Regions from separate parts of the Ovis aries genome. Here region 2 is linked to region 1. A link is a contact called in public Hi-C data. All regions are on one chromosome and are shown on one strand. Each heading gives the region's core, a stretch centred on a gene start, on an enhancer-like site or on the middle of the called end of the contact. The rest is flanking DNA. Distances are from core to core; before and after follow the strand shown.

Region 1 (4,205 bases), core at 978-3,477:
GCTACACTGGCCAGGCAGTTGCCCCAGTAACAGTGTCCAGCACCCCTTGTTTTGTCCCCCAGCCTGTCACAAAGGCCCTCCTCCCCCTGGGGGGGAAGGGCACAAGCCCCTCTGCCCCAGAGCCCACATCCTTGCAGCCTCGCACAATGGCTTCCCACGGAGTACACAGTGTTTCTCATTGTGGCATAAAATGCCATAAAGTCAGAACAAAGAGGGAGCCCAGAGCCTTGATGGGCCTGCTGCTTCCTGCCGGGTGGAGAATACAACCGATTGTTTAAAAGCCAGTGGTGAGGCAAGTGGCCAATTAGCACGGCTTTCACCCCCACTGCCTGGAAATGTGACTCTGGACCGTCAGGATGGGGTTCTGCTGCTCAGATCAATTGCTGAGAGGTCGCAGGTCTGTTCACACTGCCAAATTTAGACGCCCCAAACAGGCGAAGGTGACCTGCGCTATCGCTGACGCTGTCTTTAGGAGGCGCCTACGCCCCACAGGTGCTGAACATCAACACAGCCCTCGCACCTCCACGCCTCCTTCTCTGCCCCTTTAAGGTGATGTCAGGGATTCCTAGAATATTCCCGCGACTAGGGGATTAGACATCTGTTCACAATTGCTTTGGAAAAAACCGTTCATTTTTCATTGTCTTCTTTCCCATAGTTGTCAAGAAACTACCCACAACCCAGACCGGAAGAAAACGAAAGTAGGTGTGGGGATCAGTCCTGCCATGTTGAGGGTGTTTGGCAATTTGCTGTCTTTCTGTGGCTGTGTTGAACCTAATCCTATGGAAGGAAGTAACAACCACCCCCTGCCCCCAGAGGCAAAAAGAACCCCACAAAGCTGGGGAAACCCTAGCTGCAGCAGTCAGCAAGGCAGTCCAAGTGTGCTGGATGCAGAAGAGATGAGTTTGAACTCATGCTGAAAGCGAAAGCAAAGGCGGGCAAAGGGAGGATCAGTCTTCCTCAGGCATAGGATGACCCGCTGCAGGTTTCCTTCCTTTCCTTTTACTGGGATTCTCCAGCATCCAGCACTTAGAGGAGTCTCTTGGGATTTCTTCTAAACCCCGGAAGGGCGCCGTGTAGCCATTACATAAAGGGACCACCATCATTCACAAGTTAGTATTGGAGTTACTGGATTTTCTCACTCTTCGGCCCAAGCCAGTGGGCCTGCCGGATTCAGAAGTTGAACAAGGAAAACAAGTATTGGGAAAGGGTCAAGGAGCCAGGCCAGCTGTCTCCAGAGCAGGCTTATTATCCCATAGAAAACCTGACTTAAGAAAGCGTGCTCAATTAAAGCAGGCAGGCTGGTGGTCAGATGTGGGAAGAACTATCCCATCAGCTGGGAGGATAAACGTTACAGTGAACTATGGAAGGAGGTGCCAGAAGTGACAGTTCCATCCCCAGAGGCTGTTCTGGAGAGAAATGTCACAACTGCCTGCCTTTAAAGGTTTAAAACAGCTATTTCCACTCAGGCTTTGCCGTCAGAATCACCCGGGGAACTTAGAAAAATATAGATTCCCGGGCCCCTCCCAGAGACACGGATTCAGGCTACTGGGGTGGGCGCCTGGTGACCCTGATACAGTCAGTGGTCATGGTAATGCTTTGGGGACCCACACCCTGCCCCCCGCAACCGACCCGCCCGCAGAGGCTGAACCAGCTCAAAGCTCCACAGGGTGGGGCCCAGATGACGACCCTAGAGCACCCAATCTATTATTCAGGGCACGCAGTCCCGAGAACCCAGCGGATCACTTTCAGAGTGGGGAGGGCTCTACCGGGCTCTCCCTTCACAAAAGGAACTCGCCGGGTCCCAGTCCCCGGGCGCCACCGCGGGGGTCCAGCCGAGCCGGGTGCGGGCCCAGAGCCCCCTCGCGCCCTCGCAAGGTCGCGGGGCCACTCGGCGGGCGGCCGGTCCCCGGCGTCGTCGCCCGGGCCGACCCCGAGCAGCTGCTCCCTCTCGGGCCGCCGGGAAGGGAGGGCAGGCAGGGAACGGTGAGGACTAGGAAAGACCTTTGTGTGCGGGCGCGCGCCCCGGCTCGGTCCAGAGAGGGCCCGCCGCGCGCCGGCCGGGAAGGCTCGGTGGCCCGAGGCTCCGGGCAGGGTCTCGGCGCCGCGCCCCGCCGCGCCCCTCCCGGCCCCCGCCCCGGAGGCGCCCGCGCTCTTCCCGGTTCGGGGAAACCTGCAGCGGCGGGCGCGCCCAGGCGCGTCTGGCTGGGCAGGGGCGACCCCTAGTGCCCAGCGGGGCCTGCTGCCGCCCTGCCGCGGGGGGCGGCCCGGAGCAGGATGGAGAGCTTCCCTCCACACCCCGGCTTGGGGATGCGGAAGGGGCACCGCGGCTCCAGGCCTGGGGCCCCCGGTTTGGGTGACATATCTAGAGGACGGGAGAAGAGCGCCCCCAGGGTGGTGCTTAAAAAGGCGCCTCCGCCGAGGGAACTCTGCCTCCTGTGTTGCACCGAGGCAGATGGTTCCCGCCCCCAGCCCCGCACCATGTCATAACCGCCTCTCTTCAGGAAGCTGGGACTAGCTCTAGGATCCACCCCCTCCCGGTAGAGTCCTAATGTGGGGGCCTCAGATTTCCCCCGCTGGAAACGGGTCCAGGCCCTCTCCGCCTGTCCCAGCCCTGCGCACACCCCAGGCGCCGGCCGGGGCAGCCCCGCGCAGAGGGACCGTCTTGGCTCGCTGCTCAGACGCCGCCGGGGCCTGGCTTCCCGCCCGAGCTCTGATCAGGACCAGAGCCAGGGCAGCCGAAGGCGGATCCACACGCCTGGCGCCCTTCCCCCTGGGGCCATGGCTTCCCTGGTCCCGGCAGTCTGGCGGGACTCACCTGGTTGGCAGCGCTCTGTGAAGATGGGTTGCCGCAGCTGAGTCACGGCTGTGACCCGCCGCCCTAGCCCCATGCAGGTAAACAGGGAGGGAAAAGGCAACTCATCAGGGCACAGCAGGTGACACAAAGATGCCAGCCTCTGTGGCTCATGCCAATCTTCCCGCTGGGCACCCTGTCCTGGGCTCCTGGGAACCGAGGCTGGACACAAAATGCCACAGGTGGCACCGAGGTAAGGGCTGCTGGGGAGAGGCCCTGGGTGGGTGTGCCTGGGTCTAACACATTGTCACACAGCCCCCCTCCCCCCCCCCCAGCTGCTTCTTGGCTGGCACGAATAATGGTCACCACAGTCAAGTTCAAGTCCAGGGAGGGGAATCATGCCTCCAGCAGCCTGGAGTGGGCAGGTGTGGACAGGAGCAGCCATGAAGGCCTTCAGCCTCGGCTGGGCCAGAGCATCTGCCCCCTAACCCAAATGTACAAGTCAAGGCAACTAGATTGGGGGGAAAGAGGAAGGTGAGAGAAGGTGGGCAGCTCTTGGAGCTGCGGCTGCATTGTGGTGGAGGAAGAAGCTGAGAGTGTCCAGGTAGGGATGGAGGGAGGCGATTACTCTTGTTCCCTTGCCCTTCACCAGTCAGAATGTGCTTCCAAATAGGGAGTGCTCACTCCAGCCAATGAGAAAAGAAATATTGAGAATAAGAATCTTTCTCAAGAATAAAGAAAGCACCCCACCTCAGCTCTTCCGCTCTGACTCCACTGCTTCTCACTACCTCTGTGCCCATCACATGACCCTCTGTGTCCAATTTGATCCCTGAAAGACTGCAGGGCCTCTGTTCCTCACACTGTTCCAGGCACTGTAGCACATGGTGTGTGTGTGTGGTGTGTGTGTCTGTTGTGTGTTGTCTGTGTGTCTGGTCACTGGTGCTGGGGCAGGGGTTTGGGGGAGCCGGGCAGGAAGGGCAACGATGCCATCCTCCTCCACGACAGAGTCCGCAGCCTGAGCTTCCTCTTGCTTTCCAGGTTCCGAGCTGGGAGATGGGAGTGACGGCAGCATTTGTGAAGGCAACAGCCGAGTTGTCTAGCAAGGGAGCTGGCCCTGGAGCTGGCCGGGCAGAAGCCTCTCCTCCTGGCCGCCCTTCCTCTGTGCCCACAAGCCTCCCTTCCTCCTCCTTGCCACTGAAACCGAAACCGATGTTCCCAGTTCTCTTTCTCACCTTCTGCCACTCTTTTTGGGATCTGGCTCGAGCATCCACAGACAGCAACAGCAACCCGCTCAGTCCCAGACCTGGGCTTGCTGAGCCCCCGCCAGCTGCCCAGCTGCTGCCCCTCCACCCAGAAGTCCAAGGGGACCCATTGGCTCTAGTGGGCCCCATGGCCTGGGGTCCCTCTGCAGAGG
Region 2 (4,205 bases), core at 916-3,415, 270 kb before region 1:
TCTTTGAAGCAAACAATCCCTCAATGGCTGAATCCGGATTCAGGAGAAAGCCAATCAGTATGAATTTTCAGATTATCTGGCGAATGTTCTTCTAAGAACAACATTCAGGCAAATAACTCCATTTCTCTGCAAGAACTGCAACAGAAGGCACTAAAATCTCATCAATAATTAACTATACCCTAATGAACACATGCAGCTATTTCTGCTTGTTTCATAGTATACAGACACTCACTGAATGTATATAAGTTACATTAAATAGCTCATGGAGCTGTCTTTTGTTACTTCTGAAATTCCAGCTATGTTCTGACAATCCTCTCAAAACACAGATGTTCTTCTTAAATGGAAGTCACAATGTTTTGCGGTATGTGTAATTATATTTATACACACACGTATGTATGGAGGGGGGTGACAATGTTTAATATTTCTGTGCTCACATTCCTGAGATGATCTACCTGGGAAAGGCTGAAAGAAGCGCTCCACTGACAGTATCCATGTTGTTCCTTTTTATGCCACCTTTACTGTATCCAATTTCTTTTTCCTATTTGGCTACCCCAACAATCAAGAATATTTCACTACTGTCATTCACCGCAATTAACCATTGCAATAGCTTTTGGCTCCAACCCTCAAAATGCCTGAAAATTTATCCCTTTTGTTCACCATATTGTTTTGTTTCCCTCATTCCAGAAATTTTCACTTGTATAAAAATGAAGAAAGGGGCACCTATGAAAAAATGTCCCTTTGCCTAATGATCTTGAACTCAGAATCATGGTCAAGATGTGGGGTGGGTTTTTTTGTGTGTCTTTTGTATTTTTTTCTTTTTTCTTTTCCTGGAGGGGAGGAGAGAAGACAGTGAAAGACACCCAAATCTTCCTAATATTAATTATCTTCGTTTATGTTTGATGAAAACCATTTTAAACATCCTACACCTGGAATAGAACACAGGCTGCATTTGTATCAGTGCTTTACACGCTGACGGCAAACCGGAATTATCTTAGCCCTATTTTTTCTTTCCCATCGCACAACCAGACACAATTTGCTTGTTTCTTTCACGTGGGCACTCACTCTATCTCAAAAATAGCATATCATAGCTCCTCTCGATTTCCTGTGATAAAATATCTAGCCATGAGCCTTATTAATCTCTTCTTAGCCTACGCCTCCTTTCCCAGAGGATTTAACGATATCACTAAAGAACACTTCTGCTGTGAATTTCAACGCCATACAGGCCAACCCACCCTGTACCTTACCTGGCACATTTCACAACTACTTTTATGCTGCATTCCGGGGGCACATTTTGCAACTCGTTCTGCACCACCTTCCCTGCCACGTTTAGCAATCTGCCTGGCATCTCCTCCTGGGTCCCCGTCATCCGGAGATTCTCTCGGTACCAAATTCCATGACACCTTCGGTGACACCGAAGTGACCGATCCCGGACTCATCCGCAGCCACCCCGAGGGCCACATTGGCAACCAACCTTCCCCACGCCCTCCACACCGGAGGCACTCCGCTGCCCATTTCGCTGCCTCCCCGTTCGCCTCCGCCCCTCTCCCTGGAGCCCGGGCGTCGGAGGCGAACGCCCCTGTCACTGAAGCGACCTTCCTTTCCCGGGCTCCCGCGGTCTCTCACCTGCCGCTCTGAGGGGGGCTCGCTGCACCCCCGGGTCAAGCCCCAGTCCCCGGGGTCTCCTGTGAGGACCGCGCCGCCCGCCGGCGCCGCCCGCGATCCCAGAGCACCTCGCTGCGCTCCGACGCCCGCGGTGGGTTTGCGTCCGGGAAAGGAGCGGCGGGGCCTCCCGGCGGCGAGCGCAGCCCGCGGCGGTCCCCCTGTCAGCGGCGGCGCGGGTGCAGGCTCTCGCCCCTCAGCGCGGCGGCAGCGGCGGCGGCGGGCGACTTGCTCCGCCTCGCGCGCGGCACAGCCGGGAGGTGAGCGCGAGGGGGATGGGAACGGGGGCGGGGCCGCCCAGAGGAGGCACCGAGGGCGGCGGCGGGAGGGCAGCGCCGGTGGCCCCGGGTCCGACGCTCGGAGCGCTCGCAGCTTACCCCGCCGGGCGGGCGGTTCGCACGAGGCGGCTGTGCCAAGCGGGCCCCGCCGGAGCAGCGCGCCCTGCAACCCGCGCCCAGCCGGCCGCTCGCTAACGCCGCCGCCGCGCCGGGGGCGTCGCACCCTCCGAGGCCGCCCGCAGCCCCGCCCCCTCCGGGCCGGGGTGGGGAGGAGCGCGAGCGCGGAGGGAGAGCGCGTGCGTGGGGGCGCGTGCGTGGTGGAGCGCGCGCGCCCCCGCCCCCTCCACCGTTTGGGGGTGGGGAGTGGCGGGGAGAGAGAGCCGAGACCGAACCCGTCTCTGCGCCGAGCGGTTGGGCCCTGGTTCTGCCGCTCTGTGAGGTCCGGGCATTTCTGTTTCCTCAGGGGGCTTTGACTGGCGGGGTCGTGGGCATTCAGTGGGGAAGAGGGGAGGAGAGCTCAATAGCAGACAAGGCCCGGGATGGTTCGGCTCCGCCCCCACGGTGATGTCACTCTCGAGGTGCTGCTGCTGTCGCGTGCGCCCACTTCTGGGCCTGTCCTGCCGCTTTGATGGCCAGAACGGTCCTCTGGATTTCCCCCCCCACTTAAGTCACCTCATACACATGTCGCTCCTAGAATCTTTGAGTCCTACAGCTGTCAGTTCTTCTTTTCCTGATATTCAATTGTAGTCTGTAGACAGCTTCAAAATGCTGTCTGAAGTCAACTGGTGTAGCAAACAGAATGAAGTGCAAAACCACGAATGGAGGGGAGAGAAAGAGAAGAGAGATCTATTTTCTAGAATCATTGCTGCAATTCACCAGCCGCAGCTTGAGAGCCTGAGGTGAAGTGACGCCGGTTCTGTCACTGACAGGTTGGACAAGAAGTAATGTGGTTTGAACAGCTAGTAGGCCAAGCACGGAAAGCCACCACAATAGAGCCTCCTTGAGGTCCTCACTTGACTCTATCTAGATCTTCTCCTCCTGACTCTCTTGTCTCATAGAACAGCAATTTAACTGTGGAAGATATCTGGACATAAATTTGTTGGCATGCTGTAAAATGATGCAAAGCTACCGCTATCACCAGTCTTGCCTGGCTAGTCTTCTGTTCCATGAACTGAGATGACTTTTCCTGGTCATCTGTTTCCTAATGAGACACCAGGATTGGAAATTGATGCACCAAATTAACTTCAGTCAAGCAAATTGTGTTTGTGGTGTTTCTGCCATAGAGAGGTTTGGTGGCTCATTCCTGTCCAACTCTTTGTGACCCCATGGACTATAGCCCACCAGGCTCCTCTGTCCATTTGATTTTCTAGGCAAGAATATGGAGTGGCTAGCCATTTCCTCCTGTCGGGTATCTTCTTGACCCAGGAATCTGAACCTGCCCCTTTTGTGTCTCCTGCATTGCGGGAGGTTTCTTTATCATTGAGCCACCTGGGGAGCCCAGAGAGTTTTGGCAACAGTCCTTTAATCTGCTTCCTCCAGGATTTTCTTTGTGTTTTTTTCTTTTCAAAGTTAGTATTAATTTCAGAATAATGAAAGAAATATGAAGCCATGTGCAACAGCTAGTGTCTACAGTGAGTTCTTAAAAAGTCAGAGCTAGAGCAGCTTTAAATACTACAGCTAAACTGGCAAGATGAAGGATTGGTATATGGGATCTTTTGGTGATAACTGCAAAAAGTTAGATTGCTCTAACTAAAACCTATTTATGTATGGTGATAGAGGCGGAGTGGTGATTACTTCAGCGGAATTGACTGAGTAGGGGGCAAGAGGGAGTCTTCTGGGTTGCTTGAAATGTTCACTATCTTGATCTAGTTAATGATTACAAGGGTTAATGTTGGTGCAAAAAGATTGGTGGGCTTTACTGTATCTCTAAAATTTTAGAGTTTTGTAAAAATAGTATACACCAAAGAGGCATTACAACAGTATCATGATTGAAGTCTGGAAACCTGACTTGAAGTCTTGAATCTCAGTGTCACCTACTATTTCCCAGCCTATGTGACCTTGAGCAAGTCTGAGACTTGTTTTTCTTCATCTATCTAATATGGGCCTGGAGTAGGAAATGACAATCCACTCCAGTATTCTTGCCTGGAAAATTCCATGGATAGAGGAGCCTGGCGAGCTACAGTCTATGGGGTCAAAAAGAGTCGGACACGACTAAGCATGCACGCAGGCATCTAATATGGGTGATGTTACCTCACAGGATGGTTGGGA

The links. A called contact is a pair of places that touch in the nucleus more often than the background predicts.
Region 2: a contact with region 1 is called in a Hi-C map of hypothalamus, with 5 times the contacts expected there. The contact joins the promoter of TANC2 here to the enhancer-like site in region 1. A contact is called at or near these places in 6 of 16 Hi-C or Micro-C datasets (hypothalamus, muscle, omental adipose tissue and 2 more).

The regions. Positions count from the first base shown.
Region 1 is chr11:46,847,098-46,851,302 of ARS-UI_Ramb_v3.0, reverse strand. It overlaps MARCHF10 (membrane associated ring-CH-type finger 10), which reads left to right. Exons shown (of 11, transcript XM_027974358.3): 10 at 656-698; 11 at 3,830-4,205. The coding sequence ends at 3,891. Among named protein-coding and RNA genes, the nearest start is that of TRNAG-CCC, 17 kb to the left of the region's middle. Within about 2 kb of position 2,227, at least 35 of the 54 cell types and tissues checked have an H3K27ac peak or open chromatin away from gene starts, as enhancers often do. A contact at or near this core is called in hypothalamus, where this site is marked.
Region 2 is chr11:47,117,876-47,122,080 of ARS-UI_Ramb_v3.0, reverse strand. It overlaps TANC2 (tetratricopeptide repeat, ankyrin repeat and coiled-coil containing 2), which reads right to left and starts at 2,165. Exons shown (of 26, transcript XM_060395761.1): 1 at 1,624-2,165.